Linked DNA regions of Anas platyrhynchos: region 2 is linked to region 1. The links are chromatin contacts, called in public Hi-C maps. All regions are on one chromosome and are shown on one strand. Each heading gives the region's core, a stretch centred on a gene start, on an enhancer-like site or on the middle of the called end of the contact. The rest is flanking DNA. Distances are from core to core; before and after follow the strand shown. Region 1 has its middle 6.0 kb from the start of CTNNB1. Region 2 overlaps KIAA1143 (KIAA1143 ortholog).

Region 1 (7,221 bases), core at 957-3,456:
ATATCTGTCTTTTGGATGCTCAAAACTGGGCAAGAAGCTTGAGGCCTGGCAGTGGTTTGTAACTGGACTTTCTTACAGTGTGTTGTAAGAACATAAATAACCTAAATCTGGTGTATTTGACTCTCTGTGGTTGTGGTGGCAGCTTTTTAGTCCTACCTAGCCACATATAAGAAGAGCGGTGCTTGGCCCAGGCTGCTGCTGTCTCCATTAAAGACCACTTAATTGGTAAAAGTGGGGGCACATGGACCAAAAGCTCATTAGGTTAGGGCTGCTTGCAGACTCTGCCTTAGGCAAAATTGCTAGCTCATCCCTAACACAGCAAGGCAGGAGCATGCACAGTGCAGGCCCCTGTGTCCCTCAGATAGGAAGTGGTGACTTTACACAGTGGTTATAGAAGTGTTCTTAATGCTTTGCCCAGCTGTGGAAGTATTCCAGCACAATAAATGCTGCAGGAAGGCCCTAATCAGAAGAGCCTGCTGGTGACCAAAAGATCTCAGTCGCTTGCTGCACAGAAGTGACTTAGTAACTGCTTTGAGGCTACATGCGTGAATTTGTGCTGCTTATTTGATCTAAACAGTGAGGACAGAGTAATTGGGTTGCTAATCTTGTTAGGAACTTGCATTAAGTTCATAAACCCGAATCTGTCATACCAGTCCTTTAATACTAGGCTGTGAACTGCTGTCAAATGGTTGGTGGGCACATTTTGTGGGGAGGGATGGTTTTTTCTTTGCTAAAGCTGGATATGTAACACCTGATGAGTAGTTGAAGCAGTTTCTCCCATCTTACTGTAAGTGTTAAGATGATCATCTTCTCTCTTTTGGACAGAGAAGGATGCGCAGGTACTTGGAGCCAATTTTGACCATTGTATTAAATTATAGATTTTTTCTACTGTTGTCGTACTTGCCAGTGAAATGCTCTAAGCCATTACTTTCCAACATGAACTGATAATTTCTCTGAACTATCAGCTTGAGCATAGCTGCTGCTTGTGTCTCTCAGAGACAACCAGTGATTTTTACAGAGTACAAACAAATTGAAGTGCACAAAGTGTAGCTTTGAGAAAATCACTTTGGCACCTGAATTTGCAGGTCTTATTAGAAGCTGCCGGTTCATGTGCCTGTAACTTTGAATGTAATCACTTAGGTTGACAGACTCCTTGCAGCAACTCAGTGCTTCTGTAGGTAAGGGGAAGAAAAATGCTGTGGATACTAATGCCATAGCTTCCCTGAAGTGATAAAACTTAGTGCAATGAGCATTCACCTACTACAGAAGTAATATACTCTAGTAGTATATGAGACTGAGAAGGTCTGCAGTGTCAGTCATGGGGCTGAACATAGTATACACTCCTAGGCTCTGACCTGCACCAGACAAAATTCTGTAGAGTATCACTGATGGTTATAAATTCTGCTGAGATAGCTGCTGAGTACCTTTTGAGCTCTCTGGGTGACCTATCAACAGGTAACTTTGGCTAAAATTCCCATAAAATGTCTGTCTTAAAGGTATTAGAGCACCTCTACATGACTTGTCAGCTTTATTCGTGGGGCTTCCCAGCAGCATGTCAAGCTTCAGAGCTCCAGATCTGTGCCCAGATGAGCTGTGTGAGCTTTGTAACGTACCTGTGGAGCTTGGTCTGAATTCTGATCTGTGAAAACCAGAGCCTGGAGCCATCGTCTGGGTGTTTCCTGGCTGACCAGTGGCTCTCACTGGTCAGACTGGTGTGAAGTGTGCCTTTGCTGCAACTTGTAATGGGCTGTATTTAAAAGAGTATTTAACCTTAGCACCTGGGAAGGCCCTGACATGTTGAGCAAGCTGTTAGGGTCTAAATGCTGTGCTAGCTGCCCAAGTCCTGTCCTACAGTGAAATTCACTTCCTGAAGCTGAGAGGTGGCTGACTTGGCACTGGAAGCTCACCAAGTCCATTTCTGATACATTTCAGTACCTGAACTTCCAGTCAGGGGTTAAAGGTGCTCTTCAGTGATAGACTGAAACTAACTCTGTCCTTTCTGGGTGGTGTTGTGTGGCTGGGAGGAGCAAAAACACACCTGTATGCTTGAAATGTAAGGTGCTGACACAGGTCCTCACTTGACAAGCTGGGTGAGATGTGACTTTTCACTAGCTTGCTGTCCCTTTTGCAGGGGAAAGGTAAATCAGGCGACACCTTACAGTGTCAGGGCACTGCAGAGCCCTGATCCTGCTGCATTGGGAAGCTCTGGTGGCCCCTTTCCTGTGATACTGTCACGTGTGCTTAAGGCTGCATGGACTCAAAGATAAGCCTCTAACTTTCTGTCCCTGTAATCTGAGCCTTTCCCTCACTTCGGAGGAGTAAATCCTCTTTCAGCACAGTTTATAACCCAGTTCAGAAGTCTAGCCCAGGCAACTGGGTGCCTGCACTTCAGTTTCATTAAGCAGCTGTAATCAACTTTCTTGGAAGTCTTGGAAGAACAGAAATATTTGTATGCTGTGTGCTTTAGGTAACGAGCGTGTGAATAGAAACTCTGCTCTGTGCTCTTAATTGGCCTCAGATTGCTGAGGTGACTGAAAATAGGCCAGCACAACACTACTTGGTGATGTGGCACCAACTGAACTCCTGTAGGAGTTAGTGTGTGTGGGCTAATCAGCCTTGTTGGAAGGGGTTTTTAGATAAGCGAAGGCAGAAGGCAAGGGCTAGAAACACAGGAAAAATGATGCAGTAGTAAAGTGGGGTGCTTGAAGGGGGAAAAATGGAAATGAAGCAGCAAAAACAGTGATTGAAAGCAGAGGTAACTCCTAGTGAGCATGGACAGACCTGTGTATGCTGTCAAAAACCCCTCTCCCAACTCCAGAGCTGTGGCTATTTAAGCCAGTTTGCCTCTTTCAGCATGTATTAAGGTTATTTAAAGCTTGGAAGTTGCAACCTGTTAACCTCTGAGAGAGGTCAGCAAAACAAATACTGTTCAGGTTTCTTAATTTCCTAATGCTTGACTGAAGCAATGGATCTTAAAGAACAATTTTATATATTCTGTGTTAGTGAGGCTCATCATGATCTGATCAGCTGCGAGGCATTGCCTGCCTTTCTGCAGGCACTTCCCGAATGTATTGGCTGGCAGCATTCCAGCTGCAATAAATTTGGCCTGGTTGCATTTACATCAAGTACTGAGTTGATTGCTGGCCTGAGGTATTGCTTAGTGGTTGGAGGGAACTGTGTTGAGCAAATGTTGCTTGAGGAAGTGACCAGAGCAGTGCTGTCATGAGCCAAAGTTCGTGAGTTTGTTCCCTTGTGAGCTGGATTTCAGGGTGGGTACGTGCTGTGGAAGGCAGGCTGAGTTTCCTGTCGCTGTTGGTAGCTCCTAGCTTTTAATACATGCTCTGAAGTAGTTCATATTGCTACACCTTGGCACAGCACTTAAAAATAGTAATGCTGCTGTAACTCACGCTGTGGTACCGAAGGCTGCAGAGAAGTGTTTCTGCCATCCAAACTGGAAGAAGATAGAAATGTTTTAGAGCTGTGAAAACACATAGTGTCATCTTCTTTAGAGCTGTGAAAATGCAGGGTGTTTTCCCTTGGCTGTAAGGTTTGACTTTTTTTTTGTTGCATATTGTGCAAGTTACTTCTGTTTACTTGGGAGATCTTCAAATGACCCTGACAAGATACTTTCACCCTGTATTAAATACCAGCTGCGGTGAAAGTTGAAGGAAGCCTCATTAATGTGAAAAACATGAAGTTTTATATCCTGACTCCTGGTGCGGATAATAAGGGAATCTGTAACTTGACTGTTTCAAACTCAGCCTCCCAAAATATCAAAGTTGTCTGTTGCTTGGTTTAGGGCTGTACACAATCAGGTTTAAACAATTATTTGAGAGCCAGCTTTTCAGTGAGGTTCAGAGTAGTTCTTGTCTATCCATGTCCTTAAACTGCTGGTATGAGGAGAGACTTGAATCCGGAATTAAATTCAAATTTACTCCTGTTGCATGACAAATTTGACACTACTCAAGGCCCAGCAATGCTTGTTTATAACAAACTTCAAAATAATCTCTGCTTGCTGCATACAGCTATTATGAAGACAGTTCCATTCAGAGTTGTCAACGTGCATGAGGACTGCAAATGGCACTACTCCACACAACTTGGGACTGCTGCTCTGTACTTACTTTGTGCATACAGAATGTATTTATTGAGAGCTGTTGTATTTAACCTTGTATGGCTCTGTTGTACAAGAATTCAATGTTTTTTTAAAAAAAAATGCAAATCTTTAATGTGAAACTCATCAGTGTTCTGTTCCTGCTTTTAAATAAAGTATCTTCTGTTTATCGAATGTAAAATGTAAACCCACCTGTCATTGCAACAACCAGCTTCTACAACCCCTTAAAACATATGAGAAAAACCCTGTACTTCCAGAATTTCTTAGTGATTTTACAGAATTTAACAGTCTTACAAAAACATCTGATACATGAAGGGTCTCTAAAATTACCTACAAAGCACAATACCCCGGAGCTCAGTAGAAGCCAGATAAAAATCTTCCAAATTATGTGGAATATCTGGAATAACAGATTTCCAGTGGCAGAATTTCTTTCAAAGATAAGTTTCTTAGACAGTCATTTGCCTTGAAGGTCCCAATCTATTTAAAGTTCCTAAGATGTCCCCTTTCTTACTATAAAACTATAATCAGCTATGTTGAAAGTTGAATGCCAATGTCTGGCATGGCCACTCACCACAAGTGCCATTCCTGTTTTCAGCTGTGAATATCTAAATCAGTTCTTTTAGGTCACCTGTAACTCCTCACTCCTTCCCTTCCTCTGAAGCTGCAGCTGCCAAAGTTGAGTTGTCAAAAGTTGTTTTCAGGTAGAATAAGGGTGCTTTTTCTCCTTCTCTTTGAAGGAAGAAAAACAAGCTTCATCCTCCTTAGGCTTCCTGTTAATCAGTTCAGTGCTATTATCAATTAATATTGAGGTGTGTGTCTCAGTTGGATCATGTCTTCATGAGACTAAAATAGAAATAGGCCTGCCTGCTGCTGGATCGTTCATAGCTGGGGCATGGACTGCACCAAAGGTTGCTTAAGGAGGCAAGGCTGACCATGTGTCCAAAAGAGCTTTGTACCACAAAAGCTGCTGTTTTCTACTGTATTGGTGTTACCTTAGTTAGAGGACTCTCCCACCTTATCAGGCTTTCTTCTCTAGTAAACAAAGAACCACTTCTAAGGCAAGATCAAAGGATTATTTTTATTATCATTTAAAAATCCTTAATTGAATGTATTCCCCACATTTCCACTTGAAAACTAAGGTTAATTAGGATAGCTTCTGCTGCACTGAGTTCTTACAGTATTTCTGTTCTCGGGTCATAGAAATGAGTGCTTGAGTTGTGTTACTAGGTCTGGAGCTTGTGTTAACATGGCAAAGAGGTGCATGAAACAAGCCTAGTTGCATGTCACTTTTTTTTGCGTGTAGTTGAGGTGGAAGTAGAACAGGTGAAAGGAACAGTGGGCCTGCTTTTCCTTCTGATTAAAAAATACACAAAAACTGGAAGGGGGGGGGAAGAAGTATTTTCATACTTAATCTGGTGTAAGAGGCAGATTATAAAATCAGACCTAAAGGAGGCTTCCAGAAAAAGGCACTGTGATGATCCATGTTATTAACGGCTGTAATTTCATTACAAGATCTGCTTGTTCTAAGTAAGAAAACCTTAGTGACGTTCAGCCCTGATGGTTCATTTAGAGATGCAGCTCTTTAGCCTGTCCTCGATGAGATGGGTTTTTGTGAAAACACAGCAGGCACATTTCCTTTTAAACAGATCACGGTGACTTCCTTACTCGTATGAGGCTTTCTAAAACACTGCTTTCAAAGACAAGATTTCTGGAGGACTTACAAACTTTGGTGTTTGACTGAATTTAGGAAGTGGGTAACTGCTCATTAGCTCTGTCGGGCATAATCGGAGTCAATCTTTAAGTTTTCTACCTTTATAGAAAGTGGAAGCATTTAATACAAGCTGCTCTGTTTCGTAAGCTAACAAATTTGGCTTAACTGGCAGTGAAAATGAGTTTATATCGGATAAACTGAAGCAAAGGTGCAAGCGTGTTGCCTTGATGCAGTGGGCAGGAAGATGTTGGGCTGCTCTCGCCATATGTAGGAGAGCAGAAGTGAACAACTCACTGTGCCACGTGTCCTAACTGAGTTTCTCACATCGTTTCTAGGTCTCACTGAGGCTGCTCAGGACTAGTGTTCCCACTTGAGAAATGCTCGGGGCTTGCTCACCACCTTGACATGAGCCTGACTTCTTGGAAATCAAAAATTAACGTTGAAGTTTTTGTTCATTGAAAAATACCTCTCATCTTTTGTTCCTTTGAAAACCAGGGAGTTTGAATTACTCTTCCATAGTGACGTGAATTTAGCTCATAAGCTTGTTCTGCTCGCAAAACTTTGAGTTTTTAAAAGATTTCACACGCTAAGGTGGGAGTACCGGTACATGCTGCAGCCCGGTGCAATGTTTTGCGTTGCTCTTCATAGGAGAAATTTAGTGTGTGTGTAAATTGTTAAAATCTAGAGCTGGTTGTGCTTCCTAAACAAGTGGATGTTGTCATGGGGAGGTTTGTAAGAAGTTAATGGGCCTGTAACTCCCGGCAGCACATCCACAGGGACTTGTGCATGCCGTGCTGCTTACCAGAATTCAGACCTGAATCCTGAGCACTGGCTAGTCTTTGAAAGTAGCAAGGGCAGTGGAAGCTTGCTGGGGTGCTAACATTTCTATTTATTTATTTATTTAATAAATATACACAGAATCCTTTCTCTTCCTGATGGTTCAGATCTACATTTCTGACCTTGGCAACTTAATGTCTCCGGTTGTATGTCCTCCAGGAAGCCTGAGCAGGAGCTGGGTTTAAAGGAGCTGCCGTGCGCTTCATGTTTGTGTTCTGCAAGCTGTCCTCTGTTGCTGTCCTGGTCAGGTACTACCTGTAGCAGCCTCCCCAGTGATACGCACTGGGAGAAGTCCTGACTGGACTCCGTTTTACCCCCTTGTAAAAAGAGAACAGGGTGGGAAGCAAAATAAGGGAAAATGTTCAGTTAGGGAAACCCTGAAAGCGAGCTGAACGTGCCCATTTTCCCAGGCTACCTTTATTCTGTGGTAATTTTTAACATTAAGTCCAATTTCACATCTAAACCCGAAATGCTCGCTGGAGCTGCTGGGGGTTTTATGGCTGTGTGAAATGCAGAGAGGGAAGTTAGAAACTGTAGGTGCGGCTAGCAGGCTGGCCTAAGG
Region 2 (6,966 bases), core at 3,154-5,653, 230 kb before region 1:
TCAGCTAGAGAAACTTAGTATAAAACCAGCATGAGCAAAACTGAGCTCAGATGTTCCACTTCAGATGGAACTATGTGAGTAGTATCTCATGTCTTTATTTTTAAAAGAACATTTAAACATGTATGTCAAAGCTATTTGTGATCACAAATGAGTACCAAAATACAGGTGTACATGTCCAGCTTACAAACATTTTCAATCAATTAATTTTAAAATGTCTTCCATTGCTAAAATTGTATTTCCTCTCTATCTAATGGCCATAATGGAGAGGTATGTTGTTTTGTTTTTAATTATTATTGGCTTAACATTCAAAAGAGAGACTTCATTGCTGTGGAGCAGAGATTGACCTCTTTTGCTTCATATCTTAACAAAAGCTTGCGCTAAATTTCGCGTGTATGGTTTGGCAGATTAGCTCTTTTTTGTAAGCTCTCTTGCAGTAAGTGAGCGTGCATTTGCTAAAATTACAGAGCCCTAATGCTGTCTTCAGTGAATACAGTTCAAGAAGGACCAAATTAATTTGGATTGATTGTGCTAGCAAGATACAAAAATTCTGATTGTATCAATTAATGCAAAGGAACGATGTGTAAACCCTTTGAGACTACACTTTGGTTATCACACTGATGTATTAAAGTTGGGTTGGGTTTTTTTGGAAGTGCATTTGTTCCAGTTTGCTACATATGTCTTTGTAATTATTTGGGATCTCAGTTTATTTTTTAAAATGTATTTCATTTTTAAGCTGTAGAAAACAACCGATTTTATTTCAATAGGAAATTGTAAGCAGAAGATTAAGCCAAGAAATACTACAGCTGTGATACAAAGTTTTAATTTTTTTTTTAATTGACCACATACAGTACACTGATATTGACCATTTCTGTATTATTTATGTAATGGGGTGTGCAGAAGTTCTAACAACACTGAAAACTGATGGGACTGGGGAGAGCAAGGAGGTAGAAATGGAACTAGTGAGTCTGAAATGACTTGATAGCATTGTGTGTTCTTGCAGTACTCTAGCACGACTGAGACTGCTGCAGAATTACAGGGTATGAGACAATGAAACCAGTTCCTGTGCTGTGTGACAGGTAATTTGAAATCATTTGGGCTGTAAAGCTTCGTTGAGGAGCAAATTTGAAGTAGCTGTGTGAATCAGCTGGTTTTAGTTTGTTAATCTGGTATTAAACAATAAATTATGATTTCTCTAAGTGGTCCAAAGGTGTTCAAATGAAAAATTCGATGCATAAAATGGGATTTTTGGAGTCACCTGATAATGAAGCCTATTTTGACTGCTACTTGTCTCCAAATATCACATCCTCTTACAGCATAAGATCAGATGCAAGCCTGCCTACTATTTCTAACTAATTGGGAGCGTCCCTGATTTTGAAGATGAATAGGTATATTGTCCTTCCAGAAAATTAAAACCAGGCCTATAAATACATATTACAGTACCGAGGTGGCACTGGTCTGATACTAGAACGGCCAGAGAGATGCAGTATGACAGCCTGAGGATTCCCATGAGGACATCTTGCATTTGTAGGTACATAATTTGTCTGTATTCAGCATACATAATAAAGAAAAATGTAGGATATACACAATCAAAGGTTCCCAGGGATTAATCTTTCCGTATTCTTTGTATGCCTAACATTTGTTTGATTCCATTTTAAAAAACTATTTATATCCATGAGGAATACTGTAGTGTTAAAGTATTCTGAAGGAATATTTGGTCACATTTAAATGACTGAGTATATGCTTTGACTTTCTGAGACCAATCTGCAAGAATGAGTTAACCAGTGAATGCTTACCTAAACTTTTTCAGTTTTGTCCATCAGCACTAAACCACATTTGCTTACGTTTTCCTTGCACAGCCTGAAAGTTTGTCACTTTAGCTGCAAGGCAGCTCAGGAGATGTGGTTGTCAAGGGATAAATCCTTGCCATGGATCAGAGAGAATTCACATTTTCCTTAAAATCGGGGAGGGCGTCCCAAACGGGGAGCCTATTTAACACATTCAAAATAAGAGTGAGTTCTTGTTTGAGGCCTCTCAGCAATTGCTGAGAGGCCTCAAAATTTTAATTTTAAAATTAAAATTTTAAACAAAATTTTCTATTTCTACTGAAAGACTTGTTAGATTGAAGTCTGGTAAAAAGAGAGTTACCTCAAAATTCTGGGTGCAGTGCTTATGCTTAATCACGCCCCTGCCCTGCAACTTCATGACAGATGTCTGGAATGCAAATACATTAATTGGGTTTGCTTGGAAATAACGTAATGAAAGGTATGTTGCTCTTCAGGCAGCGCAGCAGGGGAAAGAAAGGTGGATACGGAAACCCACTTTCTTTCCTTTATTCCAGCTGTGATTTGTAGTGCTCTGACCAGGAGACCTTTGTATTCGTTGTATTTCACTCCCAGTTCACCTAACAACAACTAATTGGATATATTTTATTAAGAGGTGTGAGTGATGCACAAAAGTGTTTTAGTCAAGTAGTCATGTGAAAATCGGCGCTCTTAATGCGACACACCAGGAAAATTACATACGCCATCAACACCCCATGAAACCTGTGACTAAAGAGAACAATTACTCGTTCATTTTGGAAAGAAATGTGAAACTGTCTTAAGCAATCACCTGTCTTGAGCAATGGACCGTGGAAAAAAATAATTGCAAGAACTTTCTAATAAAGGGGAAGCCAAAGTGAGTAAGTACATGAAATGTGGGGCTGTCCACTAGAATGGACAAACTTCCTGGCTTTTTCTCGCTTTTTTTCTTTTCCTCTCCTGTAGTGGGGAATATATTTCCCCCCTTTCTCCATGCCCCTATCACGGAGCTGAATGAAAGTAGCTGAGGTTTGTTACCCTGTACAGGAAACCTGTTCCAATGTGGCCTGTTAACTAATATGGGAATTTTGTACAGTTTTTATTAATAAAATCCTTGAAATTTTCCAGCTCATTAAGACTCAAAAGCATTTATTGATGGTGTTATTTCTCACTATTAGCTACACAGTAAGCAGGAGCAAACCTGGTGAACTGTGGTAGCATAATAGCAATGTGCTAGCAATGGATGCTGATAGTGGAGGCTAGATCTCAACTTTCCAAGCACCTTATTTCAGAGTGGTGCTGATGTGTGTGCGCAAGGAAGGAAATCACTCTGTATTCAAAAGAAATAGGATCTGTAAATGATAGCAATCAAGGTGGATCCTTGAGAATGCCGAGTTATTGAGGAAGGACTTAACAAAGGTACGGGGCAGAGTGAGAAAGAAAATGCGTGTATGGGCAGGTAACCCAGGAGTTCCTGAAACCTTTGGTTATATCCCTAGCCTGGCTCGTAAAGTTATTTATTTTTTTCTCAAGTGAGGACAAATTTGTTGGACTGCAAGAGTTCATTTAATTTGCCTAAGTAGGAAGGGATGAGCCAGTAGTCTGATAGCTTTTGTGTCCAGGAATTATCATTTGGAGGATCAAAGGCTGTGTTCTGCAGACACTGAGCACAAGAAAGCTCTATTTAGCTGTTCTAATTGCACATTTTTTAAGTTTCATCACAGGACTTAATGTCTTTTTTTTTTTAACAGTGCTCCAGTATATAATCCTGTTAGGAAGCTGCAGATTTATAATGAAGCAGGAAGTAGCAATGTCATCGTTTCAGCTGATTGTTTCCCCTGTGCTGTAGTGTATTAACTAAGTAATGCTTCACTTGGCTCTGTAGAGCCAATTGCACTCTCAAGGACATCAGGCATGCCTGAAGATGAGTCATTACCTTTGGTACAGCACAAGAAGTATGATGTGCAGCCTCAGCAAGTGTTTGTCCATTGAAGTTGGTTAATAACCTATAGCCCTTTCCCGTGGCACGATGCCATAAATCAATCCTTTGTCTATTTACCAGACAGAAAGCCCGGTCTATCAGCTGCCTCTTCAGTGTCATCCCGTTCCTGCAATGCGGTGTTAACCTGCAAAGAGGCTTTCCGTGTCGTGGGCCTGCCCTTCTGCCCCACTTCCTCGAGACCGTTCCAGAGGCAGCTGTCACAGGGCCAGCCATCACAGATGGAAGAAACCCTACTGGGTTTTACGGGAGTGGCTGTAGCCTCCTGTAGACCTAAACATTTTCAGAACCTCTACACCCTCAGATCCAGCCCCTGGGAGGTGACAGAGACTGAATTTTACGGTGTTTTTCCCATCATCACCTCTTCTTTCTTTCTTTCTTTCTTGGAGGTAAAGCAACAGCTGGCAAAAGCAGTTTTTCCTCTCTCAGGAGATGTAAAGCGGCTTTTGGTGCCATTCCAATCCATATGGCAAAGCTTTCCTTTCCCTTGACTCCTGTGGCAGTCCTCAGTGCGATGCCTGTTTAGTTAGGGCCATGGGCAAGAGGAAGCTACCTTGAAACAGGCAGAAGTTATTCGAGTTATTGTTGTGAAGCCTCCACGGGGTAACGGTGATCACGGCACACTTTTGGTTTTGATATCATGAAAGAGTTGTTCCCTTAGGGACAGCGTAGTAACAACGAACTTTAAAAGGGCAGATTATAAAACTATGAGGAAAATGGTTAACAGCAGGCTGAAGGGCAAAGAGAAATACTTAAAAAACATAGAGCTCTGCCTGGAGGCTATTTAAGAACATTGTATTAGAGGCACAGATGGTTTGTATACCTCTGAGCAAAAACACAGCATACGAAGGAGAATGAAACTCACAGGGTTACGTGGGAGAGAAGTGTGAGCATAGAAAGGTTGCAAATGCATCCCTTCAAAATGACAGCTCGACTGAATGACAGACCAGGAAACATTATCAGGAGGGTGGAAAGGGCTGGGAAGTGACAGTGCTGCGAAGGAGCACCTAGCAGCTACTGACGGTGGATGCTGAGGTCGAAACACTGAAAAGAGCGATTCTAATAATGTACTAAGCACTTGCTTTTGAAAACTGGGCTATTGCAGACGAGACTTCGCCAGAAAAACAAGGGTACTCTTAATCTCAGTTAGAACAAAACAAAGTTGTTTGGTCAAGGCAAAGCCGTCTGCAGTTTTACTATGGGAGCACGCCAAGTTTAAGAGTGAGGAGCCCACCCAAACATAGTTTCTCTACAGTAGGACTTTTATTTTACCTTGCCTTAGATTCAGTGCCAAAAATGATGCCTTTAAATCTCTGCCAAAGAATGTAGAGATAAAAAGAATCAGATACTTCTAAAAAGTCTAAGTTTAGCAAAAGCAAAAAGTACTTTTTTTTATTATTTTTTTTAGGATTTTGTGTTGAGAGAGAGACTACTTGGTAAGGACATAATAAGATCTGCAGAGCTTTTTTACACCAGTGTGCAATTGGACAGTTGCAGCATTTTGTTGTGTATCCTGAGGACAGGAACACCCCAATTAGAAATTAGAAGGGAACACCTCAAGTGTCTCGTAGTTGTCCTTCACAAATCTGGTGTTGTATGCAAAAAGCGTCCTTGTGAAATCAGGGAAAGGTATTTTCTGGTTTAATACAAAGGAAAGGCAAGGGAAGGCTACCACAGCTCTTTTGGCAATAAAAACTTGATGCACGCAGTCGCAGTGGGACTAGAGCCCTGGCACCCAGGCTGTTTTATTCTGCCCTGTTAAATTGAAACAAACAATTCAGCTGCCTCAGTCTCCTCTTTTCTCCTCTGACACGCCAACTATCCCTAGAGAAGAGATTAAGCATTGTTCTGAGCGGTGCCACAGCAGCAGCAGCAGCAGTTTTATAATTTAAGGACTGCATAAAATTTATGGAGCACTGAGCAGAGCTTAAATCAATTTTACGATTTTCATAAATTACTCCAGGCAGACCGTGTTTGCGTAGCAAGCCAGTGATGTTTGAGGTGTTTATCCAACGAACACAACATTCAGAACAGGGGGTTTCAAAGGCACCTGTGGGAATTACGCATCCAAGGTTGGTGGGAATTAGAGGACCTGTTCCTTTGAGCCAGTTGGTATGCCACTATTCATTTGTAATCGTGCCAAATTATACATATTTGTTAAAAATCCAAGTTAGAGGAAGGTGAAATTCAGAGGATATTGTAAAGTTCACTGCTATTGTGCTTAATGTGGTAACTTACAACAGTGGCTGCTACCTTGGAGTTGTATTTCAGGTAAAATACCACTGTGGCACATGAAGAGTTAGCCTTTTTCTTACTGCAGTGCCTTTTTGTGCTGTTTAGGCCCCATTACTACCAGGAACCTTGTTCTCCATCTGCTTGAGGCTGCACATGCCAATTGCTCCATGCACAGGCAGCTGCTATGAAGAAGGATCCACCTTCAGAGCAGGAAGAGAAAAAATAGCTGGTTCCTCATAGCACGTTTCCAGATTGTGTAAGATAAATCTAATCCCATGCAGTATAGATTTGAACAGAGATTCAGCTTTCCTCCTGGACAACTAGCTAACTTGATCAGGGCAATCTGAGATGAAGAGGTTTAAATTCAAGGGAGTTAAGTGTTTTAACACTCCAGGATCTTGCCACCGAATTCCTGTAGCCAACAGCATACATAAATGAGGAGTGACTGACGCAGTGGCCATCCTGCAGGAGTGATCTGTGGCTACTGCGAATTAAAAACTGAACACAGGCCATGATGTGAGGAAAGCTGCTGCAATTTGGGCTCTATAAATAACTTGTCATGGGGAGGAAAAGTGAAGCAATCCTACCCTGCTTATTCTTTGCTCCAGACCCTAGCTGGAGTAATGTGTCTGCTTTAGTGCGCCGTACTTCAAAAATGAAAGGTGCAGGCCAGTTGGGAAGTCCAGCAGAAAGTAATGGCATTGATCACCAGTCGAGAAAACATGACTTGTGGAGGAATAGATGAAAAAAATGGGTTTATACACCTAGAGAAAGGAGATGCAGAGGAGGGAGTAAGAATGTGGTACCACTCTTGAGATATGTAAAATTTGCAGCAAAGAGGAAGGTAATAAATTGTTCTGTATGTCCACTGGGAATAGAAAAAAAAAAGCTAATGGATTTAAACGGCAGCAAAGGAGATTTAAGGAAGATATT

Evidence for each region. Hi-C and Micro-C count contacts between places; a contact is called where the count stands out from the background.
Region 2: a contact with region 1 is called in a Hi-C map of skeletal muscle, with 2.1 times the contacts expected there. The contact joins two enhancer-like sites. A contact is called at or near these places in 2 of 8 Hi-C or Micro-C datasets (skeletal muscle and subcutaneous adipose tissue).

The regions. Positions count from the first base shown.
Region 1 is chr2:113,346,441-113,353,661 of IASCAAS_PekinDuck_T2T, reverse strand. It overlaps a transcript of CTNNB1 not described here. Among named protein-coding and RNA genes, the nearest start is that of CTNNB1, 6.0 kb to the right of the region's middle. Within about 2 kb of position 2,206, at least 5 of the 8 cell types and tissues checked have an H3K27ac peak or open chromatin away from gene starts, as enhancers often do.
Region 2 is chr2:113,574,763-113,581,728 of IASCAAS_PekinDuck_T2T, reverse strand. It overlaps KIAA1143 (KIAA1143 ortholog), which reads left to right. Exons shown (of 3, transcript XM_027451158.3): 3 at 1-2,931. Among named protein-coding and RNA genes, the nearest start is that of KIAA1143, 11 kb to the left of the region's middle. Within about 2 kb of position 4,403, at least 4 of the 8 cell types and tissues checked have an H3K27ac peak or open chromatin away from gene starts, as enhancers often do.